Regions from separate parts of the Mus musculus genome. Here regions 1 and 3 are each linked to region 2. The links are chromatin contacts, called in public HiChIP or PLAC-seq and promoter capture Hi-C maps. All regions are on one chromosome and are shown on one strand. The core of a region is the stretch at or near the end of the contact, and the rest is flanking DNA. Distances in the headings are between cores, read along the strand shown.

Evidence for each region. HiChIP or PLAC-seq counts read pairs in DNA pulled down with a chosen protein or histone mark. Capture Hi-C pulls out chosen DNA fragments and counts their contacts.
Region 1: a promoter capture Hi-C map of liver shows a contact between it and region 2, with 2.8 times the contacts expected there. The contact joins the promoter of Moap1 here to the promoter of Golga5 in region 2. A contact is called at or near these places in 25 of 39 promoter capture datasets (the 3T3-L1 cell line, 3T3-L1-derived adipocytes, the C10 cell line and 15 more), 3 of 15 datasets of contacts at CTCF or cohesin (the NIH/3T3 cell line, embryonic stem cells and large pre-B cells), 26 of 484 Hi-C or Micro-C datasets (the C10 cell line, CD8 T cells, the G1E-ER4 cell line and 17 more), 40 of 115 datasets of contacts at active chromatin or transcription factors (DN3 thymocytes, the HPC-7 cell line, the NIH/3T3 cell line and 24 more) and 5 of 9 other capture datasets (adipose tissue, embryonic stem cells, liver and 2 more).
Region 3: a contact with region 2 is called in an H3K4me3 HiChIP or PLAC-seq map of bone marrow-derived macrophages, with 3 times the contacts expected there. The contact joins the enhancer-like site here to the promoter of Golga5 in region 2. A contact is called at or near these places in 4 of 39 promoter capture datasets (liver, neutrophils and pre-B cells), 1 of 15 datasets of contacts at CTCF or cohesin (large pre-B cells), 30 of 484 Hi-C or Micro-C datasets (the AtT-20 cell line, B cells, the Ba/F3 cell line and 18 more), 8 of 115 datasets of contacts at active chromatin or transcription factors (the HPC-7 cell line, bone marrow-derived dendritic cells, bone marrow-derived macrophages and 4 more) and 2 of 9 other capture datasets (adipose tissue and macrophages).

The regions. Positions count from the first base shown.
Region 1 is chr12:102,741,058-102,745,689 of GRCm38.p6, forward strand. It overlaps Moap1 (modulator of apoptosis 1), which reads right to left and starts at 2,604. Exons shown (of 2, transcript NM_001142937.2): 1 at 2,486-2,604; 2 at 1-2,337. The coding sequence starts at 2,231. The coding sequence ends at 1,173. It overlaps Gm20604 (predicted gene 20604), which reads right to left. Exons shown (of 2, transcript NM_001142939.1): 2 at 1-2,337. The coding sequence ends at 2,315. Tmem251 (transmembrane protein 251) reads left to right here and starts at 2,703. Exons shown (of 2, transcript NM_177140.4): 1 at 2,703-3,109; 2 at 3,543-4,349. The coding sequence starts at 3,030. The coding sequence ends at 3,954.
Region 2 is chr12:102,466,581-102,470,936 of GRCm38.p6, forward strand. It overlaps Golga5 (golgi autoantigen, golgin subfamily a, 5), which reads left to right and starts at 2,554. Exons shown (of 13, transcript NM_001199004.1): 1 at 2,554-2,783. Gm30198 (a long non-coding RNA gene) reads left to right here. Exons shown (of 3, transcript XR_381856.1): 3 at 582-1,296.
Region 3 is chr12:102,171,522-102,176,044 of GRCm38.p6, forward strand. All of the region lies in intron 2 of Slc24a4 (solute carrier family 24 (sodium/potassium/calcium exchanger), member 4), which reads left to right. Among named protein-coding and RNA genes, the nearest start is that of Slc24a4, 45 kb to the left of the region's middle. Within about 2 kb of position 2,405, at least 4 of the 459 cell types and tissues checked have an H3K27ac peak or open chromatin away from gene starts, as enhancers often do. A contact at or near this core is called in the HPC-7 cell line and bone marrow-derived macrophages, where this site is marked.

The DNA of each region.
Region 1 (4,632 bases), core at 1,354-3,853, 270 kb after region 2:
ACTCCCAAGACTACATGTACACACGGTGACAGTCTGGCCTTGATTCTTTGTGTAGTTCCCTCCCTTAGTAGAGAGAACAGCAGCTTTGCAAGAACCAGAACAGCTCTCATTACTGCCTGCTTCGTCTTGGGCATACATCCATTTCCCAGGTGATCTTAGTTTCCCTGTATGTAGTTTTCTCTTTGGAGGTAGGGCCTCCCTCTGTAGTTCTGGCTGGCCTTGAGAGGCCAGTCTTCCTGACTTTGGCTTTACTTGTTAAGCACTGGGGTTATAGGTGTGTAGCACCAGGGTTGGAAAAACACAAACCTTCATCTTCCCTTTCTCCCTCAAAATTCAATATTGATGGGCCTACTACTCGCCACAATCTGTTTATAGTCTGGTTCCTGTCAAACAAGCAAGTTCCTATCCCCTAGGTGCCAAGAGTTCAAAGAACTAAGTCTGTAATTTCAGTGGCTTTCAGATTCACACTATAAAAACTTTTGTTCAGCCTAGTGTAGTTGTGCAGGCCTTTAATTCCAGCACTCAGGAGGCACATTTCTGAGTTTGAGACTACCCTGGGTCTATAGAGTGGGTTCCAGCACAGCTAAAGCTGCACAGAGAAACTGTCTTAAAAACAAAGCCAAAAAATTATTTTCCTTCAAATGTAGTATTACAATGTATACAAAGATCAAATATTTTATTATCATTTCTTTATTACTCCAAGAAAATGATATTTAGAAGCAGACGTTTTGGCAACATATCAGATAGTCACAAACCTAAAACTAGTTGTAGAACTGACCACAGCATTCAGTTGTGCTTTTTGATTGCACAGAATCGATAACTGATTTTAATAAAAGAAACTAAATATCTTAACCAGCCTTGGCTCAGGGTCTTCAGCATAAATGTGGGCAACACCTGAAAACTATTGATAACTGATAGCACCATCACATATGACTATTAAACATGCATATAAACTTTTGACTTGCTGGGACACTGTACTAGCAGAATGGTCTTTTGATTTAAATAATTATCAGTGTAGAATGACATCATTTTTATCAGTAAAACATTGGGGAGACATTCAGTAAACAACACGACAAAGGGCGAGTTACTTTGGCAGCATAAAGAGTGGATGGGCTGATCTCTGCAATGAGCTCTTCCATCTTGTTCTGCTCATGACAGCCTTGGGTCTTGGGTCAAGTGCAATAGCCTTCTAATTCGGCCTGAAGGAGGACCTCTTCTTCTTCGGCCTCCTTATCTTTTATCAGTGTCAGCAACTGCAGTAAGCCTGGGGCTGGGCTACCCTCCGGCAGCCCAAGCTCTCTTCGAACTGATTTGTGGACTGCCCCAGCAATGACTTGGTCTAGACGGGCCTGATTCACAACTTCTTTCTCAATTGCTCCTTTCTGAACCAGTTTCTGCAATAAAGGCTCCAACCTTAGAACATAGGCAGACAGCTTTTCATCAGTCTTCTGATAAGTAGTAAGGTATTTGACCTGCAATGCTCTAGGATTATCAATAATCCCAAATATTGTCTCAAGCGTCTTCAGGCATTCTGCAACTGTAATGAAGGGGTTGTTTATCTTGAGGACTCGAATAATTTCAAATGCTGGACCTCTAAGGCTCTCTATCAACCGCCTTCTTTTCTCTACATCTGACACCTGCCATGTTTTCATTACTTGGGAAGTATGAAACATCCAAGATTCAAATTCTTCCTCACCTGGTCCTGGAGGATCCCTGCCTGAGAACACACTCAGCTTTTTGTACCTCAGATACTGCAGGGTAGGCTTAAGGGCCTCATTTAATGCCTGTGCTAACATGGGTGCTCGAATTTCAGGGATCATTATGCCCGGGTCTAGGCCGAGAGGGTCATTCCGATTCCCAAGAACTCTGGTTAATTCACCCATCGTCATGCCCTCCCCCTTTAAAAACTCATTTAATCTGCACAAAAAGTCACTATCAGTATCAGGAGGCTTAAAGATCACTCTCCAGACACCTCCTTTTGCAGGTATTTCCTTGGGGACCAGGGCACTGCCAGTCTCTACTGTAAGCCCAATCAGGGCTACATTCTTGTTCTCATCCCTCCTGAACATCCTCCCAAGCAGTCTGTGTTCCCCTAAGGGAGCAAGGCCAGCCTGCAGGGCCTCCTCTATGTCTGCCACTCCGCAGGTCGGAGGGATGCCGGCAACCAATAGTGCTTTCCGAGGATTCATATCCATCCCTCTGCACCAGTCTTCTAGAAGTCTCAGTGTCATGGTGCTCAGAGTATTTAAATTCTAATTCGACCAGGGCGCCGCCGCCGCCGCCGCCGCTTACAGTGATGTGCGTGCTCGTCTCTTTAACACGCAGAGGTCCGGGAGCCTGAGAAAACAGAGCATCCACGTTAAGTTAACCGTGTCTGACTCCCGAGCAGTTCCTCCGCCCACCCGCCACAGGCGCTTAGAAACGAACGCCATCAGGATCACCTGCCCGTAGATACATCGCTTGGGTCCCGGAGAGGACGTCTGACCTTTGCGGGGTTTAGGAGAGACCCGGGCTCCCCGCGCCCGCCTCCCGGCCGAGGGCAGAAGAACGACCGCAGCAAACGCCTCAGGGAACAGACAACCGCCTCTGGAGGCGGCGCGAAGCTGACAGCCTGACGTCATGAGAGGCCGGCGCGCGTTTCCGGCCCTAGACGGAAGCTCTGAATGCGGCGGTATCCGGGACTGCGAGCGGGCGGGCCACTCAGGACAGGAAGGTGAGACCCGGGGCTGCTCGGCTTGGCTGTCAGGCTGGCCCGGCGTCCGGCCGGGAGCCGAGCTCGGGCCTCTGCAGGCCAAGCCTGGCGCCACTGCCCAGCTCAGCTCGGCGGCGGGTGCAGTGGGGGGCGGGCCCGGCATCTCCAGGTGGTTCCCCCCGCCTGGGGCTCCGGAGGGCGACGGGGCCCGCCGCCGCCGCGTGACCAGCCGTAGTCACGCTGAGCTTAATCACTACTAGCTCGTGCTCCCGCCGCCGCGCTCACCTTCTTCAGCTGCGCGACCCAGAGGGTTTCTCTTAAGGTGGCTTGTTCTGAAATGCCAAAGGCACCTGACTGTTCAGAACTGAGTGACTCTTGCTCGCTTGCAGGGGGAACAGGAAGATTTTCGGGACCACTGTAAGTGTTTGAAAGAGTTACCGTCTTAACTTGGGGACTCCGACGTTGGTTTAACGAGTAGAACTCAACCCAGTGCCCACGTCTGAAATAGTGTTAAGCCAGAAAGCATTTCAACTGTCAAGAGCAACGTCCTGTGGGGAAACTAGATGTTTCATTATCTGAAACGAAGGTGTACTGGGTCTACTCAAGCAAGAAGTGATGATTCATTCACTCTGGGGTTCACATAAATAACAGCACTCAGTAGACACTGAAACCAGTATTTTTATGTGCTTACAACTGTTATATAAAACCACCTGTAAGCTGTTTACAGCTGTTAAATCTTAAAATGCTCGTGCTTTTCAGAACTCTTGAATTTAAATCATGTGCACTTGGAATAGTTGCCATGGCAACATTATTAGACCTTAACAATAATTTTTCTGTGTTTGCATTGAAGGCACAGAGCATGGAGAATGATGAACTTCCGTCAGCGGATGGGATGGATTGGAGTGGGACTGTATTTGCTAGCAAGTGCAGCAGCGTTTTATTATGTTTTTGAAATCAATGAGACTTACAACAGGTTGGCTTTGGAACACATTCTGCAGCACCCTGAGGAGCCTCGGGAAGGAACCACATGGACACACTCCTTGAAAGCTCGGTTACTTTCCCTGCCCTTTTGGTTGTGGACAATTATTTTCTTGATTCCGTACTTACAGATGTTTTTGTTCCTTTATTCTTGTACGAGAGCGGATCCCAAAACAGTGGGCTACTGTATTATCCCCATATGCTTGGCAGTTATCTGCAATCGTCATCAGGCATTTGTCAAGGCTTCTAATCAGATCAGCAGACTACAACTGATTGACACATAACACCCATCACCGGTTTCCCTTATTGTAAGACTGCCAGCACTGTATAGTGGCTGACCACAAGACTGCAGTTTCTTCACAGGTCTCAGGAAGTTGTGGTGGAACGAGACTTAAAAAGTGACAAGAGGACTGACTACTTTATCTGAATAATGACTTTTTAGGTAAAGCCTGAAATATAGTACTACACAATCATGTTGATGACTTCAGAGTTTGGAAGTAAAATAGTGGCTTGTAACCTGCAGTCTTTAGAAACTTGAATAAGCGCCTGAATTTTTTTATTTCTATTCTATGTGCAACATAGTATGATTCAGAAATTTTTCCATTGGGGAAAATATTTCCATTGTGTTAAATGTAAAAAGGTCTGACCATGATCATAAAATTTAAATTTTATACAATTACTTTGCTTGCTTTAAAAATTTTCAGACTAAGACACTAATCCTGCTTTCAGTTTACATGGAATTGGTAGAAAATTAATGAGATGGCTATCACCTTTCTGTTTTTTTCGGGGGAGGTGGGTAGGTAGGGGAGAGTGCTGGGGATAGAATCTAAGCCTTTGTGCTTTTCAAGACAGTTACTCAGTGTGCCCTGGCTGTCCTGGAACTTGCCCTGTAGATCAGGCTGGCTTCAAATTCTTGCCTGCCCCTGCCTCCCCAACAGCTGGGATTAAAGGTTTGTGCCACC
Region 2 (4,356 bases), core at 1,304-3,803:
TTCATGACCTGTATCCATTTGAGGGGTTCTGTTGCTGTGGTAAACACCACAACCAAAGGCAACTTGGGAGGAAAGTGTTTGTTTCAGCTGACAGGTTACAGTCTCGTGTATCCCAGGCTGGCCTTGAACTTGTCACGTAGCTGAACATGTCTATGATTTCTTATCCTTTGTCCTCAATCTCCCAAGTGGTAGGATTATAGGCATACACCATCAGGCCCAAATTATGCAGTGTTTGTGATCAAACTCAGTGCTTCATACCTATAACTCAAGCACACTATCATCTGAGCTACAGCCCCAGTCCTCAAAATACTTTTTGGCAGCCTGTCCACGGCCAATATTTTCATTGAGGAAGATTTGATTCTGTCTCAACTTCTTACAGCAAGAGAAAAATAACTTGTTTGCATTTACACCTTACTGCATTTTGTGCTTTATCTGTAAAATAGGGTGATGTATTAGGTTTCATTAGTTAGGCTGTGGAAAAGCCAGTCTTAAATCTCACTAGCCCGTAACTGCAAAGAACTATTTCTAACTGACCACATGTTAGATGTGGACTATTTACTGCTTCATTTTCTTCCTTTCAGGACTCAGTCTAGCAGAATAACCCTAGCTTGGAGCTGCTCTCTCTCAAGAAGAAAAAGAACTGGAGGAAACACACCATTGCCTAACTCTGAACGTTTAGGCTTGTATATAGTTAGGCCTGTCTACATTCCAGCAGTGAATGGTAGATCATATGATCAAACTGTCATCAGTGGAGCTGGAAAGGATATCTCCATCTTGGGATGTAGGACAGTCACCTAGCAACCACTGATGATAAATAGCCCTTAACAGGAAGAACAGCTTAGTTAGAATTAGTTGAGAACTGCAATGCCAGTTACCACACAATAAGAGCAAGACACTCCTTACGGCATTGTGAGAATGGAGCCGCTCAAGGATCCTGAAACTGTTCTCCACTTAAGAAGGGCTCTAAGATCACAGCAACAGTGATTTTCGGCTTCTGCTGGGAGTTAGTCTCACTACTGAGTTGGATTAAACCTGACTTAATAGGAAGAAAATGGCTTGTAGTTATTCCCCATATTCAATGCAGAGACAATAAAAATTTGAGTCTAGGGGCACAGACTTTGGAGTGAGATGGACACCTCCCTTTTAAGGACAGATAATATTGGAACCAGATTATTTAACATCTCTGAGTCTTAGTTTCCTCAATGCCCAAACGCACTTACTTGAGAATTTACCATAGGCTTTTCAGTTGGCGAAATTAGCCTGGTCCTGTTTACCCAGTAGATGTAGCCTTCAGTGAATTATTGAACACAGATTTTCTTTTTAAAAACCCATTTCAAAAAGTCTGTGAGCTGTATGCAAAATATAACTATAGCACTATTGAATAATAGTCTCAGTTCAAGTTATCTTTTCTACAAGGAACCCTCACAAACTGACTTATTTTCCTACCTCGGGATACTTCTCCCTGTTTCTCTTGGTTTACAAAAGGCTCTGAACTATTGTTGATTCATTAGTTTAGGCAAAATCCATCTCTGTCACTTGAAAGCAGGTTCTTTTTAAAAAATTGTATTCTTTTATTTTTTTTCTTATACTATTTTATGTATTTACATTCCAAATGTTGCCCCCCTTACTGGTCCCCCCTTCCCGAGTTCTTCACCCCATCCCTTTAAATTGTATTCTTTTTTTCTTTTAAAGATTTATTTCATTTATATGAGTACACTGTAGCTGCCCTCAGGCACACCAGGAGAGGGCACCAGATCCCATCCCATTACAGTTGGTTGTGAGCCATTGACCTCAGGACCTCTGGAAGAGCAAGCAGCCAGTGCTCTTAACCACTGAGCCACCTCTCCAGCCCTTGTATTTTTTTTTTAATTGGATATTTTTTTTGTTTACATTTCAAATGTTATCCCCTTTCCCAGTTTTTTTAAAATTAGGTATTTTTCTCATTTACATTTCCAATGCTATCCCAAAAAGTCCCCCATACCCTCCCACCCACTCCCACTTTTTGGCCCTGGCGTTCCCTTGTACTGGGCATATAAAGTTTGCAAGTCCAATGGGCCTCTCTTTCCAGTGATGGCCGACTAGGCCATCTTTTGATACATATGCAGCTAGAGTCAAGAGCTCCGGGGTACTGTTAGTTCATAATGTTGTTCCACAGCCCTTGTATTTTTAATTTGTGTGTGTGTGTGTGTGTGTGTGTGTGTGTGTGTGTGCTTTGTGAATGAACTCAGAACTCAGAACTCAGGCCGTTAGTCCTGGCTATTTATCTATGTACTCTATTTACTGAACCATCCCACAGGCCCAGGGATTAGACAGTTCCAGTCTCTGCCTCGAAATCCTCACGTGTAAAACTTTTGAAAGGGAGGAGGAGCTCAGAGGCCTGGGCCGGCTCATGCCCCGCCCAGTTTGGCTTGGGCCCGCCCCTGTGGTGCTCGGGACCCTGCCCCCCGTTGTGGGCGTGCTCCGCAATGTTGTGGAGGCCGCGTGCCGGCGGCGTTACGTCACACGCACGCTGGCGCGGCACCCGGTTCGGCGGCAGACGGAAGGGGGCGTGGCCTGGCGCTAGGGCCCCGCGGCCGCCGGCGCCGCCGCCTGAGTGACCTGCTAGGCGGCCGGCGGCGCTCAGCTTCCGGCCACTCAGGCAGCTCGTTGGCCACTCTGTTTTGAGGTCCTCGCCGCCCTTCCACGTCTCCCGGAAGAGCTAGCCGGCAGGTCCGGGAGCAGCGGGCTGCTGTGGCGGCCCGGGCGGGCGACGAGGCCGCGGTGCTGCCGCTCGGCGTCCTCAGGTGAGGCGCGACCAGGCCGCGGGCGGGACGGCTTGGCCTGCGGGACCCGGTCTCCGCCTTTCCCGAGCGCTGTCGTGCTCGTCTTCGCTCAGGGACAAGGAAGGGGATGCCAGAGCCCCGTAGCCTCCGGATACCGAGGCTGACCCGCCCTCCACCCCGACTCTGCTCTGGGGACCCAGTACGATGTGTTCTCGCCTCTCGGGGACCCGTGGTCACACCGCCGGGCCTGACCCCTGACCCCCGCCTCTGTGTGACATCTGACCTTCCCGGTGGCTTTGCACCACGGGAAGTCCCCTCTTGGAGTCTGTCACTGAGATAAGAGCTCAGGTTTAGTGTCTACGATCCACGTGAAAGATATGTTTTAAAGCCCCGTTAACTTTCAGATGGGAGGCAAGACATTAATTGTCTTCAGGCTTTTTTTTATTAGGAGAGCTACTTTTCTCTCGCTCATCACTAATTTTTACATCGAGCTTGTGTAACGTTTTATAAGTCAGAAGGCATGTTACATTCCTTTTTCATTTGGTTTCTCATAAATTGAAATACACACTTAAATGGGTTTCCTAAAGAGTGTGTTGAAACAGTTAACTTCCGACGAGGTTAGAGCGGAGAGGTTAAAAGGTGGGTTTACCTCTAGGTTGACCTAGATTCCAGTGTCTGAGGTGCCATCGAAGTTCCAGGATCTTTCTAAGCCATATCCATCTTTATTTGTTTCTAAAGGACTTTACAGTTTGCCATATAATGTAGCTGAGCATTATGTTACTATATTATTTTTATTATTTTATTTTTATATTATATTATTTTTAGTGATAGTGTTTGCACAACACTTGACATATAAGGATGAATTACTTCAGTAGTGTTTCTAGGAGTGCCTGTGTGTGGGCTAGAATTGGAATTTATCATTGAGCAAACCAGGCATTGTGTGTATCCACCCACTCCCCCTTCCCCAGCAGGGAGAGACATGTTTTAAAACAACAGTTGCAACAACCTGAAGCAGTGTAAGGCAAAAGAAGGGCATGCACACAGAATAAAAAGACCTAGCATAGAAGGGAAGGAAAGACAACTCTGATGCCAATTTAGTGAAGAAAGCCCAAGATCTAATAGTTCCAAGCCAAAGGGACACTGACCACATTCAACCAACACTGTTGACTTTGTAGTTTACTTCATTCTACAGCTTAAAGGTTAATTTTACTTCGTGGCCTTGACTTTGGCACCTGGAAGTTTTTTCCATGTGTTGGTTAAATAGATAATTTATACAGTCATTTTTTTAAAAAAAAAATTGAACTCAGCTGGACATGCACATGGTAGGTACTAAATATTTAAATTACTGAAAATTTACTTTAGACCTATATATGCTGCATACATAAATCACAGGAGTGCTTCACTGTTAGTTTTGTTTGTTACTGTTTTTTCAAGATAGGATTTCCCTCTGTATCCCCTGGCTGTCCTGAAACTCACTCTGTAGACCGGGATAGCATCAAATTCAAAGATCCACCTGCCTCTGCCTCCCAAGTGCTGGGAATAAAGGCCTGTGCCACCACCACCTAGCAGGAGTGCTTCACTTTAACAGTAGTAA
Region 3 (4,523 bases), core at 1,155-3,654, 300 kb before region 2:
TCAATGTCCAGTAAGAGAGACAGACCCTGTCTCAAGGGAATACGACTCAGGACACACATATCCTTCTCTGGTCTTCGCATGCACACGAATCAGTGCTCCCACATGAGCGCACATACAACACTCACACACACACCACATATGCACACTCACACACACCACAGCAACAGACATATGAGTGTGTGATATAGGCAGGTGCTGGGTGCCAGTTTTCATTATCTGGTCTGAGTAAAAGACCCATGGGTGTTTATTGAGTCTTTAAACTTTTATTTAGGTCTGGGAACACTCAAAATAAGATGATGCAAAAATGTCAGAAGGGGGCCCGCAGAAAAAGTACAGCTGAAGTCAAGAACTCCGAAGTGTCCCAGGGTAGAACACAAGGACCACAGCTGCCTAAATCTGCCCTGTGTGAGATGTGTGACTCAGGGACATCTCCTGAGTCTGTGAGTCCTTGTCACAGGGCGGAGGAGAGCTTGTCACTTCCATCTGCCTCCCCCCACACTGGTTTGGAATGGAGTGAAAATCTCTGATGCTCAGGAGAGCTGCTTTCCAAGGAAGATGGCTGCCTACTTTTTGCTCTGATTGCAATTGTTGATCCATTTTACTTACTTGTTTGAGAAACATTATTTGAAAAAAAATGTGTGTATATAAAGAAAACATTCTTTCACCAAAACAAATGTAAAATAGTTAAATGAGAGAATAGCACCAAAAGGCCCAGTGTCTAAGGTCCAATAACAAGAATATTCTAGAGAAGAGAAACAGGGAAACAAAACAAACTGAGGATAGGAATCATAAAAGCTAATCTGAGAACATTTGGAACTGAATCGCCAAACAACAAGTCTGTTAGGTCCTCAGTGTGGGCTGGGGATGTGGCTCAGTTGATAGAGTGATTAATACCCACAAGGCCACATAAACTGAGTGTGGTGGCATATGCCCATGATCCCAGCACTCAGGAGGCAGAGTCAGGAGGATCAGGAGTTCAAGGTCAACATCAGCTAGATGGAGCATTTGAAGCTAGCCAGAGCCACATGGGATCCTGCATCAAACCAAGCAAATCCTCAGCAAGAAGCCATAGATAAGCTTCACTAATTTGACAGGCCTTTACTGCTGTGAGCTTGTGTTCAGTACTGAGAAAGGTGTCTGGAAGCTTCCAAAGGGAGAGAAAGGGTCACAAACAAGGGATTCAAAAGACTGGCATATGATGACGATGACAGTGCTGACACTGGAGGCCATCGGGTAGGTCTCAGAAAAACCACGAACCTCTTTACTCAATTCACCTATAGGCTGAGCCTCCATCATGGTGCAGAGCAGAAAGAAACAGGCAAGCATGTGAGCTCTCACAGGGCATCTCTGAATCACGGTGGCCTTGTGGTCGTCACTCCGGTCCGCGGTGGCCTTCTACGGTCTACTATGTATCCTTGACAGGAAGGGCTCAGCTGAGAGCCTGAACTTCCCCTCTCCTCTGCTCTCCCTGGCTGCCATTGGTCAGATAGTTGCTGACTGCCCCTGATCTCAGTAGAAGACGACACCCCACAGCCCCACTGGACTCGGCTTGTGTCTCGAGGTACCCCATTAAGGTGCTGTGACCTCCTCCCTCATGTGCAGACTGCCACAGTCAGAGAAGGGTGACATGGGAGGTGTCGAGGACGGAGCAGAGAGGAATGCTGGTGGTGGCGTGGCTCTGACCTGTGACATCCATAAACTAGTCAGGGTCTGGGTGGGATACAGGCTAAAGAGAGGGGCAGAGCCAGCATATATAAAAGCAGATAAATATCAACCAATACTAGAGGATTGATAGGTTAGGGGTTCTCAGAGTGTGTCAGTTTCCTGACAGCACCCCCCACCCCGAGATCTAGGTACAGAGTAAGTGAGCCACATTAGGCAGGCTCATCCCTCACCTCCATACCCCAGACCCAATTAGAACAGCAAGGTGCCAGGGTGTGACCTTTGACCTTTACCAGCTGCTCCCATGGGTCTCTGAAGCTAGAATTGAGTTTGACCCTCCAGAGAGGATAGCGCATGGGCATCCCCTACTGGACACAGAGAACCCCGGACTTGGTCCCTAAAGTGTCTGAGAGGTGATGGGGAGCTATCATCAACCACACTGTACGTGTAAATGTGTGTGGTGATCCTGTTGAGGGGTGCAGGGGTGGGCATGGCAGCACCCTACAATCGAAGTGTCTCTGGGTGAGGATTCTGCAGAGGAAAGTACCAGGCTTCCAAAGTGAAGTTTCCAACACAATTAGACCACCCCCTCTGGATCAGTCAGTTTCCATTGCTGTAATAAAAGACTGACCAGGATCAACTTATAGAAGATAGTCTTTATTTTGGCTTACAGTTCCAGAGGGGGAATCCATGACATCAGGGGAAGCACATGACAGTGGTGAGCTGGAGCAGGAAGCTGAGCGAGCAGGAAGTAGAGTGGCTATAGACTTTCAAAGGCTGCCTCAGTGTTGTACTTCCTTCAACAAATGCATACTTCCTTTTTAAAAAATTTATAATGTTTATTTTTTTAATTGGGTATTTATTTCATCTACATTTCCAATGCTATCCCAAAAGTCCCCCACATGCTCCCCCACCCACCCACTCCCACTTCTTGGCCCTGGCGTTCCCCTGTACTGAGGCATATAACGTTTGCACGACCAATGGGCCTCTCTTTCCACTGATGGCCGACTAGGCCATCTTCTGATTCATATGCAGCTAGAGACACGAGCTCGGGGGGTGGGGTGGGGTTACTGGTTAGTTCATATTGTTGTTCCACCTATAGGATTGCAGATACCTTTAGCTCCTTGGGTACTTTCTTTAGCTCCTCCACTGGGGGCCGTGTGATCCATCCAATAGCCGACTGTGAGCATCCACTTCTGTTTGCTAGGCCCCGGCATAGTCTCACAAAAGGAAGCTCTATCTGGGTCCTTTCAGCAAAATCTTGCTAGTGGATGCAAGGTGTCAGCGTTTGGAAGGTGATTATGGAATGGATCCCCGGATATGGCAGTCTCTGGATGGTCCATCCTTTCGTCACAGCTCCAAACTTTGTCTCTGTAACTCCTTCCATGGGTGTTTTGTTCCCAATTCTAAGAAGGGTCAAAGTGTCCACACTTTGGTCTTCGTTCTTCTTGAGTTTCATGCGTTTAGCAAATTGTATCTTATAACTTGGGTATTCTAAGTTTCTGGGCTAATATCCACTTATCAGTGAGTACATATTGTGTGAGTTCTTTTGTGATTGGGTTACCTCACTCAGGATGATGCCCTCCAGGTCCATCCATTTGCAATGCATACTTCCTAAAGGTTCCATAACCTCCCCAAACAATGGCCAACAAACAACTGGGGACCCCACGCCTGCACCTATGTGAGACCACTATCTCATCCATTACGCTGTTAAACCCAACAGTCAGCTTGTGGCCAGTCTCTGATGGCTTCTCCCTTCGTTTTCCTCTTCCTTTGTTGCTCAGTGAAAAATCCCACAAGGCAGTTCTCCTTGCCAACGCAATACCAGACTATTGCTGTAACCACCATGCCTGCACACTCTTCTCACACCTGGGAAATCTCTTTATTCAAACCAAACCCTGGCTCATTCAAACCAAATGCTGCCTTGGAGAGGGGGGCCTCCAAGCCCTAGAGCAGAGAGAGTACACCCTCGGAGTCCTACACTTTGCTTGCTCTCAGGTCTGGTCCTAGAGACTGGAGCTGTTTGGTGGATCATTGTGAGTGTGAGCCTACCAGCACCCCACACGACCACCAACTCAATGAAGCTCTGCAGAGGAAGGAAGGAGCCTCCCTTCTCCTGTGTGAGGAGCCTCAGAGGTGGTGAGCTGCCACCTAACCAAGAGGATAAAGCCCCAGCTTGTCCTGAGGCGTTGGGCAACCAGGCCAAGATGGACTTCAAGATCACCTTGCAGTACCCACCTGTCTTAGTCAGGGTTTCTATTCCTGCACAAACATCATGACCAAGAAGCAAGTTGGGGAGGAAAGGGTTTATTCGGCTTACACTTCCACACTGCTGTTCATCACCAAGGAAGTCAGGACTGGAACTCAAGCAGGTCAGGAGGCAGGAGCTGATGCAGAGGCCATGGAGGGATGTTCTTTACTGGCTTGCCTCCCCTGGCTTGCTCAGCCTGCTCTCTTATAGAACCCAAGACTACCAGCCCAGGGATGGCACCACCCACAAGGGGCCTTTCCCCCTTGATCACTAATTGAGAAAATGCCTTAGAGTTGGATCTCATGGAGGCATTTCCTCAACTGAAGCTCCTTTCTCTGTGATAACCCCAGCTGTGTCAAGTTGACACAAAACTAGCCAGTACACCACCTCTGTCTGGCCATCCGTCTGTGAACAGTCAGTTCGTAGAAAGTTGGCGGAAACAGGAGAGTTGATCTGTGGCTATGGAAGCCACCCTGTGGGTGTCAGTAGGGTGGGCTGAGCGCCTTGTCCACACTGTGTAGAGGTTCTGGGGAAGTTAAACAAGATTCTTCAGATGGAGCAACGTGCCTTCCCCAGTAGTTCCCCTGTATGCCTTCCCTTTTCTCAGATC